2 separate regions of the Zea mays genome follow, and region 2 is linked to region 1. Evidence: chromatin contacts called from public Hi-C data. All regions are on one chromosome and are shown on one strand. Each heading gives the region's core, a stretch centred on a gene start, on an enhancer-like site or on the middle of the called end of the contact. The rest is flanking DNA. Distances are from core to core; before and after follow the strand shown. Region 1 holds the start of LOC100283567. Region 2 holds the start of LOC100284614 (BCAS2 protein).

Region 1 (3,262 bases), core at 565-3,064:
AGGTGTCTCGTCATCACCAGCAACATTAACTTGTGATCCTCCATCATTCTCCTCAAGCTGTGCTGCCCGCATTCCTTCTTCAACAAGTTGCATCTCCTCTTCATCCATCTCCATCTCAACCTCCTTAGCAGGTTCAGTCAAATCCATGGCTTCCTCCTCTCCCAAGTTCTCCATCCTCTTCTGACGCTTCAATTCCTCCAATGTAAGTGGCACAGGAAGCCCTTCATACTCATCATCTGCAAATTCAATGGTCTCCACAACAACAAAATCATGCCAATCAATCATTGACATTTGCATCCGTTCCTGCTCAACCTCATCCTCTGCCTGCTGCCTTGCCTGCTCCTGCGACCGATCCCACTCCAACCGGTTCAAGCATCTCTCCAACACTGTAGTCAGGTCCTTTGACCCCTCCCTCAGCTCTTTTAGCAGTGCAGGCACCCCCTCTGCCGGCCTCAGCACCCTGGAGTACGCATCTGTGAGCTCCGTAAAGAAGGGGAACATGCTGTGCGTGGGCCGGATGAAGTGGAACTGCATGTTGTTGCTCTCGCGCTGTGCCAGGCTCGTCAGGAAGTTCTTCCCGTTCCGCGCCACAAATTGGGCGGTCAGCTTGATGATGTCTAGCTCCTCCCCTGTGATACCCTCGGGCAGCCGCACCGTGTACAGCTCCGCCTTGGGTGGCACCAGCACCTTGGGCGGCGGCACCACGCGGAAGGGCGCGGAGTGGTCGGCCTTTGTGTCCACAGCGGCGCCATCTGCGGGTACGGCGGCGGCGCCGTCGGCCGGGGTCGACGCTGGCGCTTCGGCGGGAGCCGTGTCAGTCTCCGCGCCCGAGAGGCCGTCCGCGCTGGGCGGCGTAGCGGCTATCTCGGAAACGCGGTGCTGGTAGTAGGCGTGGTAGGGATCCGAGGGCTGGAGGAAGTTGAATTTGGCGTTGCCCTGGTTGAGGGAGATGATGCGGCGCTCGAACTCGGGTCCGTTCTTGGCGACGAAGGTAGCCGTCTTCTCGATAATGACGCGGATGTCGGGCGGAGGGTGGATGATGCCGATGGTGCGCGTGTGGGTGGCCACCGTCGCCGGGGGGTCCGTCTTCGCGCCGGGAGGGGGAGGCTTTGGCGGCGCCTGCAGCAGCTGCTGGTTGGCGTCGCCGCCACCGGTGCCGTTGCCATCCGGTGCGGGGAGGGTCAGGATGGGGGTGCCCATGGCGGCGGGCATGAGGATTAGGGTTTCGGCGGGTTTAGATCGGAACGGAAGGAGGGAGGGAGGGAGGTCGGGTCGAGACACGACAGACCCCGTCACTCCTACGAGACACGACAGACCCCGTCACGGCAGCCATACGAATATACGATTGGAGGGTTGTGGCCTTGTGGTTGTCGGTAATTGTTTTTTTTTTTGCAGTTGTGAATGGCTGCTTTTTTGCAGTTGTGAGTGATTTTTTTTACAGATAAACGATCCACTATTACTTCATAATCTTGCAGTATTCAGTGTTCCTATTGAATAATTTTTAGGAGCAAGGTCTGTAATGACTAATGACTGGGGTGTACACGGAGAGATAGTTGGGATGACAGCAAGTGCTCTGATGGGTGATGGGCAGGCTCGGCAGCCTGTTGGAGAAGGTAAGATCAGTATAAAATGACGTATTCCAAATATAAAAAATTTAATGGTTGCTAAAAAATTTCAATGGCAGATATCAAAACCAGAAAAAGTATATAATAACACATAACTAATTAACTTTTTTTTCATTTGCTTTCACTGTTGGAGAAAGCCTTGGAAGAGGAAGAAAAACCAACCGCCAATTCTGTTGGTGGGCCTTTCTTACATTATTCAGGTCCAGGTCACATGATGCACAGACAGCCCGTCCGACGCCGCGTTAGCTACTTGCCTACTTCAGCTATATGAAACGGCAAAAGTCTTCCCCTCGTTCCCCAATCTCCTCTCCATCGAAACCCTAGCACGACGCAATTCCCGTCTTCCCACGCCGTATCGCCGTTGCTATGGGCAAGAAGCGGAAGCTCGAGCCCAAATCGGCGGCAGGGTTCACGCCGGTTAAGGCCTCCCCGACCACCAGGTCTGCCACCGCTAAGGCCGCTGGTCTATCCGAGGTCCTCGCCCCCGTCGAGGCTACGATGGAGAAGCTGCCGCAGGGGGCAGGCGGCGAGGATGTAGAGGAAATCGAGGAGGTGGAGGTCGAGGAGGAAGTGGAAGTGGAAGAGGAAGAAGAAGGCGAGAGCGACCAGGCTTCGATCCAGGCGCTGCTGGATTCGTTCCCCAAGGACCAGCTCGTCGAGCTGTTACGCGACGCTGCCATCGCTCACGGCGACGTGCTAACCACCATCCGGCGCGTGGCCGACGCCGACCCGGCTCAGCGGAAGATCTTCGTACACGGCCTCGGCTGGGACACCACAACCGACACCCTCACCGAGGCCTTCGGCCCATACGGCGAGATAGAGGATCTCAAGGTCGTCACCGACCGCAACACGGGCAAGTGCAAGGGGTACGGGTTCATCCTCTTCCGTCACCGCTCCGGCGCCCGAGCTGCACTACGCGAGCCCCAGAAGAAGATTGGTAACCGCAGCACCGCCTGCCAGCTCGCCTCTGTTGGCCCTGTCCCTGGTGGTGCGCCCAACAGCGCTGCACCAGCCCCGGTTCAATTGCAGTTGCCACCAGTGTCAGAGTATACACAACGAAAGATATTTGTCAGCAATGTTGGTGCAGATATCGATCCGCAGAAATTGCTTCAGTTCTTTGCGAGGTTTGGTGAGATCGAGGAAGGCCCGCTTGGTCTTGACAAGGTCACTGGGAAACCCAAGGGATTTGCTCTTTTTGTCTACAAGACCATTGAAAGTGCCAAGAAGGCTCTTGAGGAGCCACATAAGCATTTTGAGGGAGTGATGCTGCACTGCCAGAAGGCGATTGATGGACCAAAGCCGAACAAATTAGGAGGAGCTGGAGGTTTTTTCGGTGCTGGAGCTTCAAGTGGGGGCAAGGGGTTTGCTGGTTATGGAGCTACTAGTCATTCTCTGCCCGGAACTGTTGGTATTGTCCAGCCAATGTCACCTCTGGCACCTGGATTGGCTTCATTGCCTGGTGGTATTTCTGCTGCCCCAGGTGTGGATCCTGCTCTGGGGCAGGCCTTGACAGCTTTGCTTGCCACCCAGCAGGGGGGTGGGCTGAGTTTTAATAGCATTCTGGGGGTCGGTGCTAATGGATCGGGGTTGCCTCCGCAGGGGCCAACTGGTGCATTGGGTGGTAGCAGCGTGCAGGG
Region 2 (3,262 bases), core at 503-3,002, 610 kb after region 1:
AGCATAAAAGGAGGTTTGCCAGCCCTAACACGTTCATATTCTTTAGAAAGCATAGGATGATTCTGAAACAAAAAATGATAGCATACTTTACGTTAATTACACCACACATAGATTTTCAAACAGTCAAAACCTGCGGATTTCTTGATTCAGATCAAGGTTCCGGTTTTGATATGACACAATAGTTAAAAATCAAGTATATCTAAGATATCTATGGACTATGGAATTGAAATACATGAAAAAGAAGATAGTAGCTTCACAAGGTCCAAGTTTAATAACAGTGCTCACTAAATAGTACAGAATATTCTGTTAAAAACTTCCAAGTCATGTTTCAATATTGAATTTCAATTAGAGATGCATACTTCATCATAAATGGTCAATGCTTGATCCTCAGACCTCAGTGTCATGACCAGATGAGGTGTAACCTCAAATCCATCAGAAGTAAACATCAATCAATCCATCGAACTAATAAAAGCATAAGCAGGTCCTTTTCTGAGCATTATTCCTTTATCTGAGCCCGAAGTAAACATCTAGCACAAAAATCCTTGATCTGTGCAGGATGTCCATCTAAAGTACTGTAACAAAAGACAGACTACAAGAGCATGATGCCCCAGCTTAACATGCACTGTTACAGAAACGGATCACAAAACTGTGACTGTTAGATGTTATACCTATTATACAACCCAATTAAGGGGGTGTTTGGTTTCTAGGGACTAATGTTTAGTCCCTTCATTTTGTTCCATTTTAGTATATAAATTGACAAATATAGAAACTAAAATAGAGTTTTAGTTTCTATATTTGATAATTTTGTAACTAAAGTGGAATAAAATGTAGGGACTAAAAATTAGTCCCTAGAAACCAAACACCCCCTAAATGGTTCGCAGGTAAAATGTAAAGGGGTTGTCAACTAAAACTTCAATTTCATATGCAATAGTTAATTAGTTATAAAGTCTAAACAATGCAGAGATACATTGACCCAACCAAGTTAATTTACTTAGGCGGTCTCCAACCAATTTAATAGAGGGAAGAGGGAGGTATTTAAATATGAATAGAGAATGTGAATAGGGGGATTTGAGAGGGGGAATGGTTGGATTCAGCCTTAGAGCTCCACAAAATCTAAATAACGAAAACATATATTTATAATCCATCCAGCTAACTTGGTTCACTGTGACCTCTACAACTGCAAACCCTAGCTCCCGCACGACCCTCCTTTGAACCCTAAACGCAGATCGCACCTGCTAACATCGACGAAGCTGCAACCTTATGCTAAGCCCCTAACATCCGCGGAGAAAACGTAATGGGTTCGAGCTACTCCCCAATATACCTTTGGGGCTAAGAAATCTCTGCAACTGTACCTCGAATCCGGCGGTGGGAACAGGGGGCAGGTCCCGGAGGAAGTCTGCAGGCTTGCGCTTCCCTCGGCGCATCTCCTCCTCGACGAGGCGATCGACCTCCCGCTTCACCGCCGCATCGCCGTAGTCGCCGTCGATGTAGGGCAGCGCGTCAATGGCCTCCGCGTCCGGCACCGCGCGCCAGGGCCCCGCAGCGGGGTCGGACGGCGGAGGCGCCTCAAGCATGAGAACCTCTCTCGTCGCCGACGAGGCCATCGCGTCAGGCTGTAGCGGCGCAGTCGAGAGTCGAGACTCGAGAGAGAGAGGGAAGCAGTCGCGTAGGCCGGCGCGGAGGAGGAAGCGGAGGTGGGATGGCCGGATGGAGATGGAGGAAACGCGGCGCACGTGGGCCGTTTGGCGTTTTGGATTGAGCACGGTTCGAAAGGCCCGTGTCTACTGTTTTTTTTTTCTCTCTAGGGAGAGAACCCGTCAGCACTCTATTGAACCATTGAACTGGTGTGAATGAACATTCTTTTTTTGTTGAAAGCTAGAAACGAGATATCCATGCATCACATCGTTTCTATCTGATATCTCCATTGTATATTTGTCGTTAAAACTGAAACCTATCCATTAACTTACTTCAGGTTTGTTTCAACTCATTGATTATATAATTGTTGGCACAGATCTGAGTGCTAATCAATGGGATTTGTTTCGCTTGACTCTCTGCGGCGGTGCGGACGGTCCACGACCTGACGGCAGGAGCAGGTTTCGCTGCATCGAGTCGGACGATCCACGTGTGCGCAGGAGCGTGGCGTTCGCTAACAGCACCTAGACCTCGCCTACTGGGAGGGACCCGTCAGAGAGGACTGATACTAGGGTTTATCTTGGGGTCGGCAGGCCACCTAAGATGCCTTCAGATGACGTAGAGTCAAAGAGATGTGAGGATTGAGATAAATAAGACTACGTTACTGGCTACTTCTAGGGCAAAAAGTAAAGGAACGGAAGATATATTGATTTGATTCGATTGTTAGTGTCTACAATCGATCGTATACCTTCATAAATATAAGGGATGTCTAGACTCATTCCTACGCGTTCGCCAACAGAATCCACGGTTTTAAATGGATAAACACGCACGGAAAAAGGGCTTATCCGCCTCATCTAACCTAACCATGGATCATCTGTGTCTATGAGCGGACCATTCGCGGCCCGAATGTCCAGCTACAAAGTCAGACCATTTGACCTCTCCAGGGGGCACATATGGTGCTCAACACATGAACCCTACCTTTTGGAAAAGCTGAGTGAACCAAAAGCATATGATACAAGGCATTATCAACCTAATGTGTAAACATATATGCATGTAGCATCCCAAAAATTCAAATCTTGGAATTTTCTCAAACTTGCTCTAAATTCAAAATGAATTTCAAATTTCATTTTAAAATGTTTGTTTGCAAGTTGATATCATCAAATAAAATATAGTGGTCTATATTGTCTCTAAAATCCTCCTCAAAATATCCTACAAATATTTCCCCGGTGATCACCCTCAAACTCTTTCAGAAATACTGCCCAAATATTCCACCGATATATCTCCAAGTATTTTCTTCCTGAGAAATACCTTCAGAATCATTTTTGAAGTCCCTACAAATATTTTCTTCATAACTTTCCTCATGCTCACACGTATATGTATGCCTCCGGTGTCATACATTGAGCTCTACAAGCTAATTACACTCATATAAGACAAATCCATGCTAATCTCCCACTAATCCTCTCATCCTCCCACTAATCCTCTCATCCTCCCACTAATCCTCTCATCCCTCCCCCTAATCCCCCCACCATGGCTATAAAAAGAGGGGCAAGGGCCTCCTCTCATCCCACCCCAAGCCATTTCATGGCAACTCCCTCCCTCCCCCCCACACCCACACGCCCACTCCCACTCC

The links. Hi-C and Micro-C count contacts between places; a contact is called where the count stands out from the background.
Region 2: a Hi-C map of tassel shows a contact between it and region 1, with 5 times the contacts expected there. The contact joins the promoter of LOC100284614 here to the promoter of LOC100283567 in region 1. A contact is called at or near these places in 3 of 25 Hi-C or Micro-C datasets (ear, endosperm and tassel).

What each region holds. Positions count from the first base shown.
Region 1 is chr3:39,499,713-39,502,974 of Zm-B73-REFERENCE-NAM-5.0, forward strand. LOC100283567 reads left to right here and starts at 1,815. Exons shown (of 2, transcript NM_001371947.1): 1 at 1,815-3,262. The coding sequence starts at 1,992. LOC100383468 (putative splicing factor 3A subunit 1) reads right to left here and starts at 1,288. Exons shown (of 2, transcript NM_001176116.1): 1 at 1-1,288. The coding sequence starts at 1,212.
Region 2 is chr3:40,107,864-40,111,125 of Zm-B73-REFERENCE-NAM-5.0, forward strand. It overlaps LOC100284614 (BCAS2 protein), which reads right to left and starts at 1,753. Exons shown (of 7, transcript NM_001317967.1): 1 at 1,353-1,753; 2 at 1-62. The coding sequence starts at 1,604.